Regions from separate parts of the Mus musculus genome. Here regions 1, 2, 3, 4, 5 and 6 are each linked to region 7. A link is a contact called in public Hi-C, HiChIP or PLAC-seq and capture Hi-C data. All regions are on one chromosome and are shown on one strand. The core of a region is the stretch at or near the end of the contact, and the rest is flanking DNA. Distances in the headings are between cores, read along the strand shown. Region 1 has its middle 280 kb from the start of Mir682. Region 2 has its middle 250 kb from the start of Pcsk1. Region 3 has its middle 210 kb from the start of Mir682. Region 4 overlaps Gm31516 (a long non-coding RNA gene). Region 5 has its middle 260 kb from the start of Mir682. Region 6 has its middle 180 kb from the start of Mir682. Region 7 has its middle 42 kb from the start of Glrx.

Region 1 (3,173 bases), core at 47-2,546, 430 kb before region 7:
TTAAGAACTCATTCTAAATTGCCTGGACAAGACCTCTTAAAACAATGCCACCCCAAATTTACATCCCAGACAGATTATAGGCCTTACACAAGAATAATTGTCCATATTATCTCATTCTTTACATCATCAAAATAGTAGTGGCTTGAGATAATAATTTGGTATTTTTTAGAGAATGTGCATGTCAAATTGTAAAGAATTGTTCTCATTGTCCTCAGTTTCTACCTGTTCAATATAATTGTGTTAATTCTTGAGGACTTATACTTAATCAATTATTGCAAATGAATACTCATATTTCTGATTTTTAAAAAGTAAAATATGCACATGTGACTATTGATACCTTTTCAGGCTTTCTAGTTGCAACTGCTCTAACAAGAGAAGCAACTAAAAGTGTAATTAGTCATGGCCTATCTTAATATTTTTTGTATTCTTGGTGTTCCAAATTAGATTAAAACAGATATTGGAACTGGCTATTAAAGTCAAATATTTGAGATGTTTTGTGAACAATTTAATGTTACCCATGTTACTGAGATTTTTTTATATTTCTCAAGGACAGGGTATTGTGGAACTTTAAAATTATATCTTCTTTAAAAACAATAAAGGGGGAAATTATATCCCCATGTACATTATTTAAATCACACTTTTTATTTTTTTAAATTTTAAAATATTGGATGCCAAAGAACTCCTTGTTAAGTGCCTTACAGTATCTTAACACTAGGCATACTCATGCCTAGGTGAGATGGAGGATCCACTTATTGGTATATGGCATGATCCTGATCATATATTTAATATGGGGAAGAGGGCACATTTGTGTTTTTTTCCATAGAATGCTGTAGGAGCATGGCAGTTGCCAGAATGATTCGTGTGACAGACTGATCTGTGAGCTTGCTTAGTGCCCTGACAATGGTGATAAGAAAGCTGTATTGGGTTTGGGTTCTTGACCCACCTTTGCTTGGCTTTGTCCCAGATTAGACAAGCTAAGCTGCCTTGCTTCAAGCTTTTTAACCTGTGGGACAGAGAACATAAGTGACTGTGGAAACCGACTTCGAAAAATTAATCAAAAGGAGGAGTGTAGAATCCAAAATAAATTCAAGACCACCTAGCCCCTTCCCCCTCTGAAGGGACTTTCCAAACTATATAGTTTTACCAAGTCTACAGCTGCCAAAACAAGATTAGCTGTTCTTGGAAAAATAACCATAACAAAAATAACAGTTCTCAGAAAAATTCTTCTGCCCTGCCTCACACTAAATTCCAAGAAAAACCACAAGGGCAGGCAGAGTGAGTCACTAGGCCAAAGGTAGTCACCCTATGAGAACCAACCAATGCCTGAAAGGGTTACTTGCTGCACCATTAGAGAAAGCCAGCTAGCCCTGTTGCCTAAATCTGCCCCTTACAATGAATAAAAAGTGTGTTCTTTCTTTGTTTGGGGTCTCTCTTCTTGCCTGCATACTGAGGGGGGTCCCCAACACATTGGATCAATAAAAAAACCTCTTGCAGTTTGCAGCAATGTCGATCTCTGTGGTCTTTGTTAGTGAGGGTCTTTTGGCGGACTCCAACAGGAATTATAATGACTCTTCTCTTTCCTTTAATGTGACCAGTTATTCTGACTCAATCATGGACTGCTCTAGTAATAAATCCAATATTAGAGAGTCCTATTATGAAGATAGCTAAAAACCTTTTAGCCAGCAGAGTTAACTTGGAGCATAACCTATTTACATGAGAAGTAACAGCTTTTCTGTTGATTCTCAAAGTCACCTGCCCCACACAAGGAGGCCAGAGTTTGGGCTTTATCATTGCTAATTTGCAACTGAATAGAGTACCTGGACTTATGGACAGACAAACTTAATCATGTTGCTTTCAACTTTGGGTTTGCATTTCAAGCAGGTCGGTTACCTCCATGCAGGATCACCTTCAGCAAGTGCAGATGGCAGAAATTCAGCTATATGAAGAGATGCATTGAGTGTATATTGTGGCTTTCCTCTGATTGGGAAAAGGGTGTGCAATGAGGGCCAGCAGCCAAGGATGGGCCACTGTATCTATGGCTTATTTCAATCTAAGACAGAGGCATGTGCCAAGAAGCAAAAGCAAGAAGTTTGTTCATAATAACACCAAAGAGCCGTGTTTGTGCAAATAAATACATATAAGCTGCATGTATTCTCCAGGACAGATAAGAATAAGTCCAATAGATTCAGTCCTAAGAGAGGCACAGGCACAAGCCACCATAATTCCCAGGCAGGACCATGGAGCCTATACCCCAGTCCAGCTAATTTTTTATTAAATAACTAGAGAGGAATTATAGCCTCCCCTAGCCTTGAGCAGGCTGGCGCAGACCTGTTCTGCCACTGTCAGCTAGCCCACCTAGGGTAGCGTCCTCAGACCTAGATAGGTCTATTGTTCTGTCATAACTGCGGTTTTCTGCAAGACAACGCTACCTGCTACCCGCTGAGAGGCTGAACCTGTCTTCCTGAGGCAATCCTGAATAAGCAACAGCCTGGTAACAGAGTGAAGAGAGCCTGGTGACAAGGTGACAAAGCATTGAGAGCCTGGCATGGTGGGGGATGGGCTCAGACTCTCTCTTTTTTTTTTTTTTTTTAGAAGGCAGCTGTTTAATCACCTCCTTGGATACACTCAAGGATAACTCACACTTGGCAGCCACATAGAGTGGCTGGAAACAAGGGGCCTTGATCAGTATCTTTGTCTTGGTTTCCTATTTCTCTCGCTGTCTCTTTCCCATACAGCCCCAGCCTCCCTTTCAGGAACCCCGTTTGTGTAGCTGTGGGCAACTAAACCAATGGATGGTTTTAGCTCCTTTGTCAAAGATCAGGTGACCATAGGTGTAGGGGGTCATTTCTGGGTCTTCAATTCTATTCCATTGATCTATCTGTCACTGTACCAATACCATATAGTTTTTATCACAATTGCTCTGTAGTACAGCTTGAGGTTGGGGATGGTGATTCAACCCGAGGTTCTTTTATTGTTGAGAATACTTTTTGCTATTCTAGGTTTTTCGTTATTCCAGATGAATTTGCAAATTGCCTTTTCTAACTCTGTGAAGAATTGAGTTGGAATTTTGATGGGGATTGCATTGAATCTGTAGATTGCTTTGGTAGGATAGCCATTGCTCCAATTGCTCCAGTTAAGACTTCAAGTACTATATTGAATATGTAGAGAGAGAG
Region 2 (3,217 bases), core at 592-3,091, 450 kb before region 7:
TGAGTTTCTCCCTCTCCCTCTCCCTCTCCCTCTCCCTCTCCCTCTCCCTCTCCCTCTCCCTCTCCCTCTCCCTCTCCCTCTCCCTCTCCCTCTCCCTCTCCCTCTCCCTCTCCCTCTCCCTCTCCCTCTCCCTCTCCCTCTCCCTCTCCCTCTCCCTCTCCCTCTCCCTCTCCCTCTCCCTCTCCCTCTCCCTCTCCCTCTCCCTCTCCCTCTCCCTCTCCCTCCCTCTCTCTCTCTCTCTCTCTCTCTCTCTCTCTCTCTCTCTCTGCCTTTACTACCTCTTAACTCCCCTGCCCATGCCCTTAATAAACTCTATTCTATAGTACACTGTCATGTGGCTGGTCCCTTCGGGGGAAGGGATACCTCAGCATGGGCCCACTGAGGTTCCCCCTTCCCCCATACCTCATCACACCTCCATAGAACGTACCCTTTTTTTAAAATCTTTTTATAAACACATAAGAGATTAAAAAGGAGTATCATTTAATAGGACATTTGAAAACAAAGGTTTAACAGAGATTTTAAAAAGACTATTGAAATCCAATCAAAGGAACTTCACAAGAAAAAAATTATTAAATATTACCACAGATATTTGAAACCCTGTTTTCCCTTTCAGCTTCCACATTTTATGAATAAGAAAAGTCTCCCAATTCAATTTTCCTGAGTGAAAACTGGGGCTCTGAGTACTGACCTATTTTTCCCTCCTTTCAAAACACTATAACCACATATAAAATGTTTACTATGAACAATTTAATGCAATAAACTATTCACTCAATAAATTTCAGACCCTGTGCAACAACAGAACCTACTCATTTTATAAAGCAGTCCACCACCAGAACTGCAGTGTTTACCAATGTAGGAAGGGAAGGGAACACTGTCTGACATTTACCTCTCCTGCTTCCCTCAAGCTTTGCTTTGTTTATACTGCTGCCATTGTCATGAAAATCCTATCTCCTTCCCAAGCTAAGCCATTAGCAGCAGTTATGTGTCTCAGGTTGTGATAAAACACCTTGACTAAACAACCTGAGGGCTTGATTTGGCTCACAGTTCCACTGTGCAGTTCATTGATAGTTCTGGTGATACCATTGCATCTGCAGTCAGAACACAGAATGAAGACTGTTCACGCCCCACTAGAGTTCTGTTTTATTTCATCTAGGCCCTCAGCTTGTGGATACTACTCACACTCGGGGTAGGTCTTCTCACTTAAATTAATATGATCTAAAGAACCCCTCACAGATATGCCGAGTCTTATCTCTTCAGTGATTCTAGGTTCTGTCAAGCTCACAGTCAATATTAATCATTACTCCATGGCATTGCAACACTAAACCAAGCAAGCTTGGGGACAGCCACACAATAGCCACGTGATGTCCTGATGTAAAACAGATTGAAGGATAAATGTGGAAAATGCCTTTTTGCAGCATCCCTTAAATAACGAACGAGAAGTGATTCTGAAAATGTTATTTGACTTGTGTTCATATTCGCTTGTCTCTATGGTATATGGGAATCATCAGCTGTGTTCCTTATAGAATTTTTGGAAGCTCATTCTGTAAAACTCTGAGGAGCCTTAACTTACCAGAGACCCCCTGAGTAAACAACTCAGCCAGGGATGGATGCAAAAGCAAGACAAATTTTATTGTTCCAGCATGCTGTGGTCATCCTGCACAGGAAGGAGAGAGAGAGAACAACCCCACTCAGCCCATTCAGCAAGTTTTTATAGTTTTCAGAGCAGCAACCATTAGGCACAACGTGATTGGCAGAACAGTGTGACTTTTAAACTGATTGGTTTAGGGAATGAGGTGGCAAGGACTTCACTTGTCTGTAGGTGGCCAACAGTCAGTCCACAATGTGTGTACACGCTCTGCCCTTACCCCCCCCCCCCCCATACACACAAGTGGCCAAAGATCAGTGCCCTCCACCCCCTGTTATCTGAGGAAGGTAATTACCCTTTCCCTTCTGGAGGGGAGGGGTACCTAAGTGCTACATGAACTTTCTCTTCCAGGAGAGGAGGCGTCTGGTGGAATTTTCCAAAGGTCCTGAACGGACTTCTTCAATTCACAAATAAATGATTTGATAGATCTTTTTTTAAAGCCTAATTGTATATCTTTTCAACCCTAGATTTTATGGTACAATAAAACGATTGTTTCAAAGCAAAGACAAGGAATCGAGTGAAGCTTTCATTATGCAAACGGAGTTGGTAAATCCAGAATAAAACTTAAATTTCTAAATAGTTTTTGAAGATTTAGTTCATGTATTTTGAGGTATTATTATTTGATTCTTAATTTTTTCTAAATATGAGACTTGGTTTATTTTTATTTCTGTGTAAATGTGTATGTACATGTACATGTGCATGTGTGAAAGTATGTTCATGTGTGCAAATGTCTAAAGATGCCAGAAGATGGCAATGAATTTCCTTTTGATGTAATTTTATCTACTTGTTCTTAAATGAACATGCTGGGTAAATTTGAAGTCATGGGCTATAATTAACTTTGTAAGCATGACATATAAAATTTGCTGAACATTATATTACTTAAAATAGCTACTTCTTCATTATTAAGAGGAACTCCAGAGGCAGGATGTTCTAGATTTGATATCATGGATGTTGTAGTCATGAATAAACCAATCTCGTTTTTCCTACTGTTTTCCCTTCTCAGTCCTGTGTCTTGCTACCTCATTGTTTCAAGATATCAACTAATCTTCATATTTCCATTCAAATATGTAAAAATCAGTGAAGAAAATAGATAGATAGATAGATAGATAGATAGATAGATAGATAGATAGATAGATTGGTAATTCTACCAAGCTCTACTTTTCCTTCTTAAGAGCGAGGAGATCCAGCAGACTTCCCATATAAATTCATCAAAACCTAGTTGTATAGCCACTTGAAAGTGACCTCTGGCGTACCCAGTTCTGTAAAGGGACACATACAAGGGAGGTGAGATGAGCTCTATGTGTTTGTCTCTCAACTATGAGCACTGTATCAATAGATCTCTCAGACAGCTGAAAGCTGATAGGTAATATTTGAAAATAAGAATTAGTGAAAACGTGATAAGCTAACTGATACTTTATTAGAAAAGTTTGTATATTGAGTCAAAGTTCCTCTGATGGCATATTTCCCCTCTAATAACAAAACAAGGTTCCTCCATCTATAATGTTTAATTTCTAAAGTGACCAGTTTCACCTCTCCCCTGAGTTGTCTAGTCATTGAGTCATTCAATTTAAC
Region 3 (3,212 bases), core at 473-2,972, 360 kb before region 7:
TGGATGCTCACAGTCAGCTAATGGATGGATCACAGGGCTCCCAATGGAGGAGCTAGAGAAATTACCCAAGGAGCTAAAGGGATCTGCAACCCTATAGGTGGAACAAGATTATGAACTAACCAGTACCCTGGAGCTCTTGACTCTAGCTGCATATGTATCAAAAGATGGCCTAGTCGGCCATCACTGGAAAGAGAGGCCCATTGGACACGCAAATTTTATATACCCCAGTACAGGGGAACGCCAGGGCCAAAAAGGGGGAGTGGGTGGGTAGGGGAGTGGGGGTGGGTGGGTATGGGGGACTTTTGGTATAGCATTGGAAAAGTAAATGAGCTAAATACCTAATAAGAAATGGGGAAAAAATAAAATAAAGTCTGTTTTACAAAAGGCATAGAAAACAAATGTGAAGTGGGGAAGTAACAGTGTACTAAATTTTAGTGAAATTTTAAAATATATATTAAAGTGTAAGTTTGAAGTACATATTTTGTAAGTTTACAACATACCCTCCTAAAATAGTTTATAGTATGTGCTTGAGCTTAAAACAAACATGCAATGTGTATGTATCTACCCAGAATGTTTAAAAAAGGATGTGAAATTGCTGAATAAATAGCAGAACAAAGCATTCACTTCAAGGTGTAAAGGGAGCACATGTTTTATTATGTTGCTTTACACAATTAAGCATTTCTTAAGTTACTTAATAAATAATTATTTTTGTAATTTATGATAGGGAAAGGGGATCATTTTAAGGACAATTATATGCTCTTCAGAAACACACCACTCATTTTGATGATGTCACTCTCAGGAAGGGACCCAGGAACCGGTTCTTACTCATGGCTCCTAGTACCCTAATGCCTTGGTCTTCCCTGCTTGTTTGGCTTTTAAAGAGGTCACCTCAGGACCTTTGAAAAATTCCACCAGCCCCCCCCCCCAACACAAAGAACCCCTCCCCTCCTGGAAGAGAGAAGTCATGAGGCACATAGGCACCCCTCCCTTCTGGAAGGGAGGGGCTGATTACATTCCTCAGAAAGACAAGGGGAACTGACCATTGGCCACCTGCAAATAAGGGAAGCCCTTGCTACCTCATTCCCTAAGGACTAATTAGTTTAAAAGTCACACTGTTCTGCCTATCACATTGTGCTTAGTAGCTGTTTCTCTTTTCTACCCCTGAAAAATGATAAAAACTGGCCAAACCAGCTGCCCGGGGTCTGCTCCACTCTTTTGGATGCAGGACAACCCCAGCACTCTGGAACAATAAAGTCCCCTTGCTTTTGCATTGATCTTTGGTTCCACATGGTTCATTTTGGGGGAAGGTGGGGTCCCCAGGAGCTACAGTTGGTGCATTGGCCAGGAATTGACCCCATGTGGGTGACACACCTGAGAGTGGTGAATAGGAGGAACGGCTCAATCAAATATCTCGATTCTCGTCTGTCTTGCTGTTTGTCAAAGTCTGAGTTTGTAAGTCTATTTGAACTTTCAGTTTGCTTGCAAGTGGCAGGGTGGTGATGGTGGAGAGACTACGGTGTCTGGTGTGGTCAAATGTGGCAGGCAGACGTGCCTTAATATCATGACCACAGGGAGTCTGGAGGGTGCTTCAGGCCCACCCTGACCCCCAGAAGGAGTCAAGAGGACGCTGCTCCTTTTGGAAACAGCAAGACAGTACTGGCAGGAGCTAAGTCTTGCTATATCCTGGTTTCAGTGTCAGTAGAAGGGACAAACTGTCTGTAACTGCCTGTGGAAGGGGCGAACTGTGTTTTGATTGTCTTTCTCTGTGTTTATTAGTGTTGGTTATCTCATTCTGTGTTCTTGGACTTTGACTGATGACATTTTTGGACATTGGACATTAAACATCCTAGTTAACCATTGGAGGAGAAAACTTGTAAGTAGTAGTAAAGAAGGGAAAGTTTAGTTATTCTCTGCTTCACCAAATGGCCCACCTTCAGAGTAGACTGGCCACCCATAGGGACCTTGGACTTGCAGGTGATCATAGCAGTAGAAGAAAGAGTCTTTAGGCCAGGATCCCTCAGGCACTCAGACCAAGTGCCCTATATAGTTACCTGGAAGAATCTAGTGGAGGGCTCCCCCACCCCCATGGATAAAAGCCTTTCTTTCCCCAAGACCTACCTCTCAGGTTCTGGCCATCAGGAAAAAGGAAGCACGGGAGGAGGAATCCAGACCTGACAAGTTGATCCTCCAAGACCCTTCAACAGTGGACCTGTTGCTCCTCCTCCATATCCCCCTATCCTTGTCCCCATGGTCCTGCCAGTGCCAGCACTGGCTCCAGGATCCTTAGCCCATACAGAACCAGAGCCATTATATCTCCCTTTACCAGAGGGAGGAGCAGGAGGAGACCCCCAACTTCCGGGCCCCACTATGGGGACCCAGAGTCTGAGAGCCACCTACCCTGATACCATGATGGCTCTCCAGCTGAGGGCATAAGGACCTCTAGAAAAGGGCAACGAGGCAATTCAATATTGGCCCTTCTCTTTAGCCGACTTGTACAAATGCAAGGCCCAACCCCCCCTCCCCCGCCCCCAGATAAGGGCTGATTAATCTCTTTGAGACTGCTTTATTTATTCATCAGCCCTCCTGGGATGATATCCAACAACTCATGAGAGTGTTCTTCATGACTAAAGAGTGAATGAGAATAATGCAAGAAGCCAGAAAGAATGCACCTTTGGACACGGGGGTACCATCGATTGAGCAGGCTGTTGTTGACAGTGTGTTTCCATTGACTAGACCTGACTGGGACTTTAATTTGGCAGAAGGTAAGGAACACATGAAGGTCTACTACCAGACTCCATTGGCAGGTGCATGACGATCCACAAATTTGACCAAGGTACGTGAGGTTAAGCAGGGACTAGATGAGCTGCCGACAGCCTTTCTAGAGTGGATCATAGAGGCAATCCACCAGTATACACCCTATGATCCCAGCAGCAGGGAACAGAAAGCTACTGTGAGTGTGGCTTTTATAGACCAATCTAGTAGACTATCAGGAAAAATCTTCAGAGGTTAGAGGGACTACAGGATAAGTCGTTGAGGGGATACCCATCCCATCCCTAGGTCTACTGTTCTTTGCAGTGCAGGTTGTTGAGAAAAGTCTACCATAACAGGGAGACAGAGGAGGAAGAAAAGCAAAGAAAGAGAAAGTAAGAAGATGAAAGGAAGATTAAAGAAAAAGAAAAGCAACAGGGAAGGAATTTACACAGAATCTTGGC
Region 4 (2,894 bases), core at 165-2,664, 510 kb after region 7:
TGAAACTCCAAAGCCCAAGGAAGATGTAGGCTGCTCCTCTTACAGAGCTTCCATGGGAAGCTTGCTAAAAGGCTGAATGGGGAGCTAGACTTTTGAAAATGGTAGCTAGAAGGGGACAACTAGAAGTGATGAGTTTGGTCATGATGAGCTGGCTAGCTGGAGAGCAAAAACAAAAGCAGGGACCAGCTGTCTTGTGGACGAGATCTGGGTGTTCACATGGCCCTGTGTTTGGGAGTGTCATCTGCTTTAGATGAAACTCTGATATCCTCATTTTGGAATTCTTTTTTAAATAGCTTTTGAGAATTTCATACATCAGTGTTTTGTATACGACATTTCCACCCATTTCAGTACCTCCCAACTAACTCACAAATTCACAAAATTCTCACAAATTCACAAATTCTTTAATTATTTTTGACACACACACACACACACACACACACACACACACACACACACACACACACACACACACACACTGTTGAGTCCACTTACCATTTGGGATTTGATAACCTATGGGGTCTTGTGAAACTGATTCTCACTTGTAGCTATTCATATATAGGTTGGGTCTTGTGAAAATCTTCCGCCCATGTTGGCATGATGACTGTGTTTGACTGATGTTATCATTAGACAGGTCTTGTTTAGGCAACCACATCATTGAAATTGAAATGTGTGAAGCCTCCCTGTCACATCTAGAAACCACTATCTGCAGCAGACACTCTGGTCCTTCGGCTCTTGGATCTTTCCTCTGAGCAAGAATATCTGTATTTTGACTTTCTTTCAATCTTTACAATGTATGTAGCCAGTGGGGCAAAGGCATTCCAATTAGAGAAAACAGCAGGTGCTCAGGAGCTTGGAAAGAATTGAAAGGCAGCCAAGAAAGGGGAGACCAAAGATTGAGGAGTAGATTGGTGAGAGGTGAAATCAGAAAGACAGAGACTTTAGCACATGTGCCAGTAGCTCGCTAATGTTGCCATACACTCAGGTGATCCCTTTGACATAAGACCAGTCCATGGGCAGATTCTCTGGGGAGGGCTTTCTGATAATCATCAATGCACTAATGGCAAAGCCTTGGGTCAGGTCAAGAAGACTTATGAAGCAGTTGGAAGACCTCTAGCTCACTGTTGTCTTCCTGTTGATGCTGTCAGGAAACAGATTGCCCTAACAGTAGAGACATGGGACTAGTTCTGACATGACTCCAGGCTCATTATTAAAGGTTGAGGAAAGTGTGCTCATCAATAAAAGAGATCTACAAATAAAAGGAATCTGTTACTATTTCTACACAGATGCTTCAAAATAACGTCTCAAGTTTCATGATCTTCCTTTGAAGAAAACCTGGCATTTTCAGAGAGCATCTTACGTGAAGAGTCGATTTATAAAGCTTGACAGCTGCTGGTAGGTTGTGAATAGGAAATATCGCCATCAAGTGGTGAATATCTGAAATCGTTTGTGATGTTTTACAGTCTGAAAGGAAGCTTCAGAGCTTCTGGTTGCCATGTCAGGAACAGAAATCTAGTGGCGATTCCTATAAATTTAGGGGAAGGAGAATTAGTAGAAGTTTTATTTCCAACCTAGGAATCTAGGAGAAAAAACATAGAAGTAAGAAGGTCAAGTTGGTATCTGTTAAGTGCTTTCAAGATTGTATAAAATTCTGGGGACGGGGGTGAGGGGTATGGGGTGAGGGGTGAGGGGTGAGGGGTATGGGGTGAGGGGTGTGGGGTGAGGGGTGTGGGGTGTGGGGTGTGGGGTGAGGGGTGTGGGGTGTGGGGTGAGGGGTGTGGGGTGAGGGGTGTGGGGTGTGGGGTGAGGGGTGTGGGGTGAGGGGTGAGGGGTGAGGGGTGAGGGGTGAGGGGTGAGGGGTGGGGGTGGGGTGTGGGTGTAGGGGGTGTCTCACCAGTGAGGACATTAGGGTTGCCTTTCCTCCTGAACTCTCTGTTCTTAGGCAGCAGACACTGGGTGGTTGTTGGGAGGAGCGGGTAGAAGACAAGTCTCCTGGGTTGTTGCCCTTTGATCTGCCCTCCATACCTGCCAGATTGCCTTAAGGACATAGAGTTATGTTGCCGGTAGTTGTGTAGACTACCTGCTAATTTAAATGAATAATAAAAATGAAAACTTTCATTCAGTTTACATTTATTATTTTACTTAGTGCTCAAAACACATAAGTAGTTATACCTCTTTCTACCCTGGCGAAAGGTGAAGCTGGAGAAATTCTTTAGTTCACTAAGAATTGAGGTCTGAGCCCTCAATGAATGGGGCCCTGGAACTTACACATTAGTCGTCTTGAAGTTAGAGACCCTCCCTAGGACTACTGTGCTCCTTGCTAAGGGATCCCCTCTTCCTTTCTGCCATGGAACTGTATCAGAGCTGCAAACACAGTCAACATTCTGCCCTCTTCAGGTTGGCTTGTTCCCAGTGGCCCCATGCTTTTAGGAAGCAGATGGAGCCCATGCTAGCATCCTGCTGAGCTCAAAAGACACAGTAAAGTAATGTTCTCTCAGTCTTTCTTCATGACATTCTGTTAGACCGTTTGAAATATGATTAAAATCAGTCATCAAGAAGCAAAGACTAGTACAGCTTTGTTAAATGGATATGAGACTCATGGTTATGTTGAAATCAAGATTGGTTTCTGTGTTTTCCAAAAATTGTAGCCAGTTCTTTACAATGGGTTTTACTTTAAATACCAGATGGCTGCAAATAGCCAGCCAGATTTGCTCAGGCATAATGGATTTCTTGGCAATAACATGGGTATTTAGGGAAGTGTGTTAACTCTTCTCATCACTGGAGTGGAAGTTGATGCTTTCAATATGTTAAGTGTCACAATGGATCTCTAGAGTTTTCCCAGAGTTAATGATCATCAAGATAACTGAAAACTCCCCAAGTACATGTAAAAGAATCAT
Region 5 (3,011 bases), core at 403-2,902, 410 kb before region 7:
TGTCCAATACCAAATAGCCATCCCTGAAAATATGCACGCAAGTAAATGATATACAGAGCAAATTGTATTTACATATGCATAAACATATATGCATGTAAGAACAATTAACAAAAAAGAGGCTATGGATTTGAAAGGTATCAGGAAGGATATATAGGAGAAATGTAAGGGGAATGTAAGGCTGGTTTTGTGTGTCAACTTGACACAGGCTGGAGTTATCACAGAGAAAGGAGCTTCAGTTGAGAAAATGCCTCCATGAGATCCAGCTGTAAAGCATTTTCTCAATTAGTGATCAAGTGGGGAGGTCCCCTTATGGGTGGTGCCATCCCTGGGCTGGTAGTCTTGGGTTCTGTAAGAGAGCAGGCTGAGCAAGCTAGGGGAAGCAAGCCAGTAAGTAACATCCCTCCATGGCCTCTGCATCAGCTCCTGCTTCCTGACCTGCTTGAGTTCCAGTCCTGACTTCCTTTGGTATTGAACAGCAATGTGGAAGTGTAAGCTGAATAAACCCTTACCTCCCCAACTTGCTTCTTGGTCATGCTGTTTGTGCAGGAATAGAAACCCTGACTAAGACAGGGAATGATATAATTATGTTAGAATCTCAAAAATAAAAGGAGTAATTAAAGAGAAAAATCTTGTCAAATGACATTTTTTGTTTAAAAAAGATTCAAACTAAAGCTCATATTTTAAGATATTTAAAATTTTTAGTCTTTAGACCAATAAGCTCTTTTATTCTATCAGAGATAATTATAAAAATGTCTTTACAGTGAAATCCACTAATATTTTTTCCTGACTCAAAATATTTGGATAGCTGCCTGCTACTCTCTGGAATGCTGTGCCTTTTGATGCTCTTTTAATTATGACATGACTTTGCAAAGCCACAAGTAGATGTGGATCTGCCTCAAGCTCCTTGAAGTTTGTGGTATTTTTAGTCCAAAAAAAAGCTTTCCTTTAATATGTTGAACTTGAGGCTTCCCTGAGACTGCGACTTCTATGTTGTGGATGCCAACAACCCCTTTTAAAGAGTCGTGGAAATTGAGCCACAGAAGAGCTGAGCAGTTTCCCTCATCCACAGGGTTCATAAGTGATGAAAGGGGGTTTTGATGTCAGAGTAGAGCAGTCTTGACACATACTATTAGAGGTGTAAGAGGAAAGTACCTGTTTAGCTTCTAACAATCAATAGAGTTGGTGCTGAATGACTTCCTGTGTATCTTACAGCTTCTATGGCATGACTCTCAGAGAGCAGGCATGAGAAGGAATACTTGTCTGTGCATTTATCCTATCGTATTATTGAATACTTGGGATGGTCTCTAAGTATAAAGACTTCCAACTGTCACTTTTTTTCTTGATAAGTACAGCACATAGAAATGTGTTCCAGTCTCCCAGGTTCCTTTTCCGTTAACTCAAATGGTGGTGACCTGGACTCCACCATGTGCTGACTTTGAATTCCCCAGCCTGAACAACGGTCAGTTTGATGAGATAGGAAGTAGACTCTCCCGTGGAGAGGGGTACTGGTTTCTTTCTTAATCATTCTGGAGGGGTATTTGACACCCCATGACATTCTCTCCAATAGAATAACTGGAAAGGAGGTGGCAGTTAAGACTAAAAGCTGTCGTTTGGAGCACAGGTATGGGAGGTCTATGAATGTACAGCCTTGTGCTATGATTGCAGAACAGCCTAGTACCCATGACTACCACACTGGCACTCAGCTACAACCCACAAAGCTTATTGTTTTATTTTAAACTTTGTGTTTCATAAACATGTCAAGGACTGTAGTGGCTTCATTTGTTATCATAATTAGTAGTAATAGTAACATTAATTAAAGTTTAAACTCCTTTCTAAAGGGATTATTACATTTAAAAAGAAGTTATTGAACAAGGAAGGAAAAGTCTGCCAAACAGCCAAGCCTGGGAAGAGTAAAGTTCACTGAATGCTCAAACAAAGGGAGAAATAACAGCACTCACATTTTCCCAGTAAGATTATGTAACCTGTGCTGAAAGTTCAGTCTACTGTAGGTGGAGATGATGACACTACTTCGTTTGTGCTCCACTAGGATGTTAAGGTTAAAATAGGCATTGTCTAAAAATAACTACCAAAGAAACAGTTCTATTTCTTTTCACCAAAAGCCACAATTCTAAATATTTTTAAAGAATCCTAATGTTTTCATTTACTGTTTTTTGTTTGTTTTATTTGTTTTGTTTTTCTGAGACATAGTCTCATTGTATAGCCTAGACTATTTACATATCTCTGTTCCCCAGGGTCTAGGACTACAAGTACATGCCACCATGCTTGACTTAGTTTTTTATTTCCTTATTATATCATGTGAGTCCTTAAGTCTCATTTTGGAAATAAAGTACAAGATAGATTTTTAAATAGAAACCAACATTCCAAAATATACACAATATTTAATGGGAGGTTTCCTTTTATCTAAAGCATTGATCCACTTAATATTATAACTAACTTGGGGAAAAAACATTATTTGAAGATATGTTCACTTATATTTGCTTCAGTGTAATTAGATGAGTCTCTCTTATCAGTTTGCCAGAAGAAAAGGGAAGACATTCTACTCTTATTAAAGAGGTACATATGCTGCAATTTATTCTTTTTAAAAAGCTTTCCTAGGATTTGTCCATTTTTATGTGTTTCACCTAGATGAATCCGTACAACTCATGCTTGCAGAAGCTGTAGAGACCAGAAGTAATTATTAGATTTCATGGAACAGGAGATAGATATGGTTATGAGCCACATTTTGTTCTTTGGGATCGAACCTGCGTCCTCTGGAAGAACAGCCAATGCTGTTAACACCCGAGTCCCCTCTCTAGACTGCAAATTTTTTTTCTTTATATTTGTCACAGCACAAGAGCCAAGCATAGAAGTTCTTTAACTTCAGACACAAATAGCAAATTCTTTCTGAAGAACAGAAGATCTATATTCAATATTATGAGTGGAAAACTATATATCGATCTTTAAATATAAAGGTGCTATCTCTCTCTCCCCTCCACTCTTGCTTATGAGGA
Region 6 (2,923 bases), core at 300-2,799, 330 kb before region 7:
TTCCCCTTGGCTTAGCAGCCTTTTTTTTTTTTTTTTTTTTTTTTTTTTTTTTTTTTTTTTTTTAATGCTGCCTGGCAGCAGCAGCAGTGCTGTCCCTATCTCTCCCACTCTCTTTGCAGCATCATCAATGGATAAACCAGCACATTGCTCTTTGATTTGGTGGTAATACTAAGAACAGAACAAGAAAGCCAAATGAGGTCACCTGGGTGCATTCTGCCCCTTGGACTTTTCTGTTTCACCTTGGTGTATGGAGGGGATATACAGTTCTTTCATAATAAGCCCTGTATGCCTGCCTTTGCAATGTCTCCAATTTCCTTCCTTCTTTTCTTTCTTTCTTTCTTTCTTTCTTTCTTTCTTTCTTTCTTTCTTTCTTTCTTTCTTTCTTTCTTCCTGTCATTACATATATATATATACATACATATATATACATACACATATATATACACATTCCATCTCTCTTAACACATTCTTGAACACTGAGAGTTGGCTAAAGCAACCAGGTACTGCTTCCTGTGCAACTCAGAGCATGTTTGCACAAACATATACATGATGACATTTTGCCTCTCGGTTTCTTAGTATTCCTTGGCCCACATTTACTTGTTTTTCCTTGATGAGTGGCCCAGTACCCATTCAGTTCTCACATACCCCAGCACTGTCTCTGAAGAAACCGATGTAGTTCAGTGTCTGTTAGAGTTAAGACTGCTATCTCTTTCTCTTTCTTTCAATAAACTTTTGCACTGGTCACTTATACATAACTTTACGATATAAACTGGGTAGAAATGTCAATTCTTCTTCACTTCTTCCACTAAGAAACAAGGTCTTCCCTGGGCTCCCTTGAATATAATCTGGGCCTGGAACTACTTTGACTAATAGAATATGGGACAAAAAGGTGAAGGAAAAGGGACACTATGACTTCCCTCAGCTTCACTTTTAAGAAAACCGACAGTGTCTGTATTCTGCATTTTGAAATCCAGTCACAATGTGTGAGAAAACCTAAGTTATCATAAAGGAGGGCATAGATCATGGCTAGGAGAAATTGTAGTCTCCTGGCTGACAGCCTTAGCTGACCTGACAGTTGGCATCCAGTATTTACTGTCTACCATACAAGTGTGCAATCTTGACTGCCCTGGCCCACTGGGACTCCAAGGTCACTGAAGCCCCCATGACGTCATGTGAAGCAGAACAACCCAATGGAACCCAGTCAGCTCACAAAATTAGCAAATATATATATTAAAATGGTTGTCACTTTATGCTAAATTTGAAAAGAAAAGGAAGGATATGAAGTGATAAAAAAAAAAATCAAAGCATTCAACTTTCACTGCCTTTAAAAAATGTTATCAAAGTGAGATTTTAGTATGTTGTATTTACCAAAATTTTCTGCCTTTTTTTTTTACCATGGCATTTTCCGAGCATTTCCCTATGCTTCAATAACTAGAAGTTGATTCTTCACCCTAACACTAGACACTTGTAATTGTAAATGGGTTTCAGATGGGTGCCTGAGTATCTCCTACAACAATCCAGGGTATAGAGAAAGAAGAAAAGTAAAAGGCAAAGGTCCATAGTTCTCTCTGTAGATTTCAATAGACTTTAATTGAGGGAGGAGTCAGACTTTGTACCCTAAATAAAAATGTTCCTTTCCAAATCAAACAAGATTTGACAGTTATCAGAAAATGGAAGCTGCAAAGGAATGATCCTAGTTTCAAGTTTCCTTTTGAAAAGCACACATTTGCACATATTTTAAGTGACTGTATCTACTAACTATCCATGTTGAAGGATAGGGAACTACTAGGAAAGTGCCATGGTAAAAAAGACACCAAAAAAGGCAGAAAATTTTGGTAGAAACAACATGAACAGACTAACTTTCAGAGATCTCCAGCAGAAATGAGAGAAAAATTATTTAAAGCAAACCCTCAAAAGATAAGGATTTGAGATGTAAGTCTATATACAGAGGATACAGCAAGCAAAAGACCAGTCTTACTAATATTCTATACCCCAGAAACATGGCCTCTGGGCAGTCAGATTTAAAGGGTGGGTGACATGTCTTTGTCTCTTCATCTCCAGAATCTAACTTAGTGCATGGTATAGAAAAAGCATCTAGTCTGTGGTTATAAATGAACAAACAAATGAGGGTCTTGGTGAAGGAAGAAGGGGCTAATGGTAAAATGTACAAAAGAATTTTCAAATTCCTACAGGAACAGACATCACTCAAGCAACTTGGATACAGGCCTTAATTTGTACTCCTACAGGCAATTCAAGCTCTGGGAGAGGAGAAGCAAGGGATTCAATAACTTAAAGAACTCCATTTTCTAAAGAGAGAAACGGGTTGTGGGGTTGAGAGAGTGGAGGGGATCTGGGAGGAGTTGGAAGAGGGTAAACCTTCATCAGAATATATGGTGTGAAAAATTATTTTCAATTTTTAACATTTATTTTAAGGTAGAGGGTAGAGCTCTGACAAAAGAACAAAGCCTCACACTCCTTCCTGGACAGTTATCACGTCTTTTGATAAATAGACCAAGTCTATGGGAGAGTCATCTGGTATATCAAGTTTTTCATATAGCATCCTCTTTACACTTGAAATTTTAATATATCAAAATTCTTGAAAACTCTCCAACTTTAAAACTTTTACCAAATGAAGTGAATACATGCTAAGAGTCATGTTTGATATTTATGGACTTATTAGCTCAAGAGATTGCTCAATAGACAAAAGCATTTATCACCCTTACAGAAGATCTGCATCTAGTTCCCAGCACCTATATCATGTGGCTCTAGTTCCAGGCAATCCAGTACCCTTTGACCTCTGAGGGTACCTGAACATACATCAATTCACAAAAACACACATATTTACATGCAAATAAAACATTAATATTCTAAATGCAATTACTATTTTATTATTTCCTTTTCTTTTCATCAGTCTCACAAATGG
Region 7 (3,153 bases), core at 643-3,142:
TAAAAGAGTGTTTGAAGGCAAATGAGATATGGGGTTTTACAAGTTGGAAACGGTTGTAGGCTGAGCAGAAAACTCCTGAGAGAAAAGTTAAACAGAATTAGAAATGGAGTTTGGGGAAGTTCTTGAGGGTGTTTTTCCCCCTCAAATATAAGTAGAGGAACTTCAGGAACAGAGACAGAGCTATAAAGGGAGGCATGGAAGAGAATCACTAACCACAGGACATCTACCTGAGTCTAACCCCCAGCCACTACCTCCCAAAGCTGAGTCCTGAGGTGCTGTAACCCCTGACAGGCTGGCTCCTGCTACCTAGCCCCCTTCTGGATCATTGCCTCAACACTAGGAGCCCTTCTGGCTTTGTTGCTTCTCTGTGTCTAACTACAACTTGTGTCTTTTGCACATTAATCCAGTTCTGGCAGACTCTTTAGAACAGGTTGACTCCAGTCATCAACACACCTGGCGCAGTCATCACTGTCCCCATAAGCCATCCCCTCTGGGGCTTCCTGCCACAAGAATTTTCAAAAGTTTCACATGAATTTCTATACAAATACATGTACATGTAAACACTAGATCGCCACTGCCTTTTATTCACTGTCTTATTTTCGTTAGCCTTAACAACATTCCCAAAGTATGAGATAGAAAATTCTAGAAATAAACCGTTCTTAAGTTGTGAGATGGTATACATGCCCATAGCGCTGAGTATGATGTAAGATGGTATACATGCCCTTAGCGCTGAGTATGATGCCATCTCATCCTTCCCATAGGGTCCAGTCTATTGTATGAGTCATCCAGGCCATTGCATCCACTGTATATGCCACTACCCACTAGTCAGAGGATGAAGTCCTTGACTGTGTTCAATTCACCCTAACTCAATTACAGACCACAATGTATAAGACAACAGGTACAAGTCAGGTACACCAAAGATGAGCTATAAAATGTATTAGACAGAGTCGGGCATGGTGGCACACGCCTTTCATCCCAGCGCTCGGGAAGCAGAGGCAGGTGGATTTCCGAGTTCAAGGCCAGCCTGGTCTACCCTGTCTCGAAAAACAAAACAAACAAACAAGCAAAAAATGTATAAGACAGGATAAAAGTCTCCACTAATAAAAGAATTATGTTGGAGCTGCTAAGATCTTCTAACAATAAAATAAAAAAAAAAAAAGGAAAAGAAGAAGTCTGAACTAACTTTCTATGGCTTCACAAACTACAAAAGATACAGCCACATATATGATAAGATATATATGTATATATATAGTAAAACGGTGTGTATAGAGTTTAATACCATCCAAGTTTCAGGCATTCTATGGAGGTTACTCTCCTGCCCTCCAGGCAAAAGCAGAGCAGTATGATATTTGAGACTAACCCACTTTTGAAGGGCTGAGAGATAACAATTTCATACTTCAGATCTGTGCTAAATGTTGCTGCGATGAGTGGGTGGTGAGATGTGCCTTTAATCCCAGCACTCAGGAAACAGAGGCGGGTGGACTGGATGTCAGACTGATCTACATAGCCAGTTCCAAGAAGGTAGGCTTACATACTGAGACCTTATCGCAAAGTAAACTTTTAAGAAGAGGAAAGAAATAGTACTTATGAAATACTCAAAAGCCTCCGGTAAGCACCAGAACAGTTGCTGACCTCGAAGTTCAAATAATAGCCCAAGCGGAGGAAGTGGAAATGGTGACCCTCGTTTACAGAAAGTGAATCAGTCACAGCCAGGTTCTGAAATTCCGCATGAACTCATGCTGCCTGAAAAAGCCAGGCATCAACGGTGAGCAACCATGATCTCCGGCCAGCTAGGCACTTTGCTTTCCATTGGGTGGTGACGGTCAGATCTCATTGCTTCTGACAAAGGCCCTCGTCAAACCCATGAGTCATGGTTTGCGTAAGCCACCGCTGCTCAGTGAGAGCAGACCCACTTCCTGACTGCACAGTAGTAACTCTGACTTCCTGACAGCCAAGGCAGACAGGTGCGACAGTGCGGCGTGCAGCGCCATCTGCTGGATAGTGTGGGATAAGCAGCAGCCTGGAGTGGATGGTCTCTGAATTCTGTGAGCTTTGAGACTGCTAGCAGCCAGGCCTGACTGCAAGGCCTGCCAGGAACACTAGCAGAAATACATACCCTCTATCCAAACCATTCCTCGAGGTCCTTTCCTTGTTATAGAATGTGGTGTGGCAAGCACATATGCACATGTGTATTCAAGGTGTATATGTGTTATGTAAAGGGTACAAGATTGTACATGATCTCTGAACAAATAGAAAAAGTGACCATCACTACCCTCATTGCTGGATTTGTACTAAATTTTACAATTAACAGAAACTCATAAATAATCCTATATAATCCCTCACCTTTCTGTATAAGCAGAAAGGAGTAAGGGGTATCAAATACTAGCTCTGCTAGTAGAATTACTCATGACTTAGCCATGAGTGAGACGGCAGCTAACAAGGCTCCTCCTTTCTTTACCAAAGTCTTTGCCCACATGCAAATAAAGACTGGCTGAGCAACTGTTAGGAAGAGGAAATGAAGCAAAACCCAGCCAGCTATGACAAGTCTGACATCAAGCCTCAACTATTTCTGAGGCTGGAAGTGGGTCTCAGAAAACTCTGGCCAGCAATAGGTTTAGGTTTTGGCCAGATGCTACAGAGAAGGTTTCTAACATGAGACAAAATATCTGTTGGAGGAGGAACTGGCCTAGGCATTCATGGACACACAGCATAGGACTAAAGAACTCTGGCCAGGTCTCTTGCTTCCTACAGTTTCCCAGCCGTTGGTGCTCTGCCAGCCTCTGAACTACAGCAGATGTTGCTTCTTGCTTAAACGCTAACTGACTCATTCCCTCTAGACCATAAAGGTAACCAGCTCATCTGACCCCCAAATATAGAGGGATGATTGGAAGATGGTAGGTTTGTTTGTTTGTTGGGTTTTTTTGGTTTGGGTTTTTTTTTTTTTTGGCTTTGTTTTCAACTAGAATGTCAGACTGAGGAACGCCTGGAACAAATAGTTCTGGGTTAGAGGTCAGGGGACTGGCTGGACTCTAGGGCAAAAGCAAACAAGGCTTTTCACAGTGGCTTGCAGGGATATGGTGACAAACCTGCCTCCAGTGGACAGACAAGGAACACTGCTGGCTGGGCTCGACCTTAGGCAGCTGGAGCAGGCCA

Evidence for each region. Hi-C and Micro-C count contacts between places; a contact is called where the count stands out from the background. HiChIP or PLAC-seq counts read pairs in DNA pulled down with a chosen protein or histone mark. Capture Hi-C pulls out chosen DNA fragments and counts their contacts.
Region 1: a contact with region 7 is called in an H3K4me3 HiChIP or PLAC-seq map of the 230-238 cell line, with 10 read pairs. The contact joins two enhancer-like sites. A contact is called at or near these places in 2 of 15 datasets of contacts at CTCF or cohesin (the NIH/3T3 cell line and large pre-B cells), 4 of 484 Hi-C or Micro-C datasets (the Ba/F3 cell line, the G1E-ER4 cell line, embryonic stem cells and 1 more) and 5 of 115 datasets of contacts at active chromatin or transcription factors (the 230-238 cell line, acute myeloid leukemia, embryonic fibroblasts and 2 more).
Region 2: a contact with region 7 is called in a capture Hi-C map of bone marrow-derived macrophages, with 13 times the contacts expected there. The contact joins two enhancer-like sites. A contact is called at or near these places in 4 of 15 datasets of contacts at CTCF or cohesin (the NIH/3T3 cell line, embryonic stem cells, large pre-B cells and 1 more), 8 of 484 Hi-C or Micro-C datasets (the Ba/F3 cell line, bone marrow-derived macrophages, cortical neurons and 2 more), 2 of 115 datasets of contacts at active chromatin or transcription factors (embryonic fibroblasts and large pre-B cells) and 2 of 9 other capture datasets (bone marrow-derived macrophages and embryonic stem cells).
Region 3: a Hi-C map of liver shows a contact between it and region 7, with 6 times the contacts expected there. The contact joins two enhancer-like sites. A contact is called at or near these places in 3 of 484 Hi-C or Micro-C datasets (cortical neurons and liver), 2 of 115 datasets of contacts at active chromatin or transcription factors (kidney and large pre-B cells) and 1 of 9 other capture datasets (embryonic stem cells).
Region 4: a Hi-C map of the Ba/F3 cell line shows a contact between it and region 7, with 4 times the contacts expected there. The contact joins two enhancer-like sites.
Region 5: a contact with region 7 is called in a Hi-C map of liver, with 2.0 times the contacts expected there. The contact joins two enhancer-like sites. A contact is called at or near these places in 3 of 484 Hi-C or Micro-C datasets (bone marrow-derived macrophages, cortical neurons and liver), 1 of 115 datasets of contacts at active chromatin or transcription factors (large pre-B cells) and 1 of 9 other capture datasets (embryonic stem cells).
Region 6: a Hi-C map of liver shows a contact between it and region 7, with 2.7 times the contacts expected there. The contact joins two enhancer-like sites. A contact is called at or near these places in 1 of 15 datasets of contacts at CTCF or cohesin (large pre-B cells), 7 of 484 Hi-C or Micro-C datasets (embryonic stem cells, epidermal suprabasal cells, liver and 1 more) and 2 of 115 datasets of contacts at active chromatin or transcription factors (embryonic stem cells and large pre-B cells).

Annotation. Positions count from the first base shown.
Region 1 is chr13:75,366,020-75,369,192 of GRCm38.p6, forward strand. No RefSeq gene overlaps it. Among named protein-coding and RNA genes, the nearest start is that of Mir682, 280 kb to the right of the region's middle. Within about 2 kb of position 1,297, at least 33 of the 459 cell types and tissues checked have an H3K27ac peak or open chromatin away from gene starts, as enhancers often do. A contact at or near this core is called in the 230-238 cell line, the G1E-ER4 cell line and embryonic fibroblasts, where this site is marked.
Region 2 is chr13:75,342,305-75,345,521 of GRCm38.p6, forward strand. No RefSeq gene overlaps it. Among named protein-coding and RNA genes, the nearest start is that of Pcsk1, 250 kb to the left of the region's middle. Within about 2 kb of position 1,842, at least 5 of the 459 cell types and tissues checked have an H3K27ac peak or open chromatin away from gene starts, as enhancers often do. A contact at or near this core is called in bone marrow-derived macrophages and liver, where this site is marked.
Region 3 is chr13:75,437,554-75,440,765 of GRCm38.p6, forward strand. No RefSeq gene overlaps it. Among named protein-coding and RNA genes, the nearest start is that of Mir682, 210 kb to the right of the region's middle. Within about 2 kb of position 1,723, at least 4 of the 459 cell types and tissues checked have an H3K27ac peak or open chromatin away from gene starts, as enhancers often do. A contact at or near this core is called in liver, where this site is marked.
Region 4 is chr13:76,303,422-76,306,315 of GRCm38.p6, forward strand. It overlaps Gm31516 (a long non-coding RNA gene), which reads left to right. Exons shown (of 3, transcript XR_382668.1): 2 at 1,284-1,392. Among named protein-coding and RNA genes, the nearest start is that of Gm31516, 4.0 kb to the left of the region's middle. Within about 2 kb of position 1,415, at least 4 of the 459 cell types and tissues checked have an H3K27ac peak or open chromatin away from gene starts, as enhancers often do. A contact at or near this core is called in the Ba/F3 cell line, where this site is marked.
Region 5 is chr13:75,383,174-75,386,184 of GRCm38.p6, forward strand. No RefSeq gene overlaps it. Among named protein-coding and RNA genes, the nearest start is that of Mir682, 260 kb to the right of the region's middle. Within about 2 kb of position 1,653, at least 7 of the 459 cell types and tissues checked have an H3K27ac peak or open chromatin away from gene starts, as enhancers often do. A contact at or near this core is called in liver, where this site is marked.
Region 6 is chr13:75,467,387-75,470,309 of GRCm38.p6, forward strand. No RefSeq gene overlaps it. Among named protein-coding and RNA genes, the nearest start is that of Mir682, 180 kb to the right of the region's middle. Within about 2 kb of position 1,550, at least 1 of the 459 cell types and tissues checked has an H3K27ac peak or open chromatin away from gene starts, as enhancers often do. A contact at or near this core is called in liver, where this site is marked.
Region 7 is chr13:75,796,054-75,799,206 of GRCm38.p6, forward strand. No RefSeq gene overlaps it. Among named protein-coding and RNA genes, the nearest start is that of Glrx, 42 kb to the right of the region's middle. Within about 2 kb of position 1,893, at least 284 of the 459 cell types and tissues checked have an H3K27ac peak or open chromatin away from gene starts, as enhancers often do. A contact at or near this core is called in the 230-238 cell line, the Ba/F3 cell line, the G1E-ER4 cell line and 3 more, where this site is marked.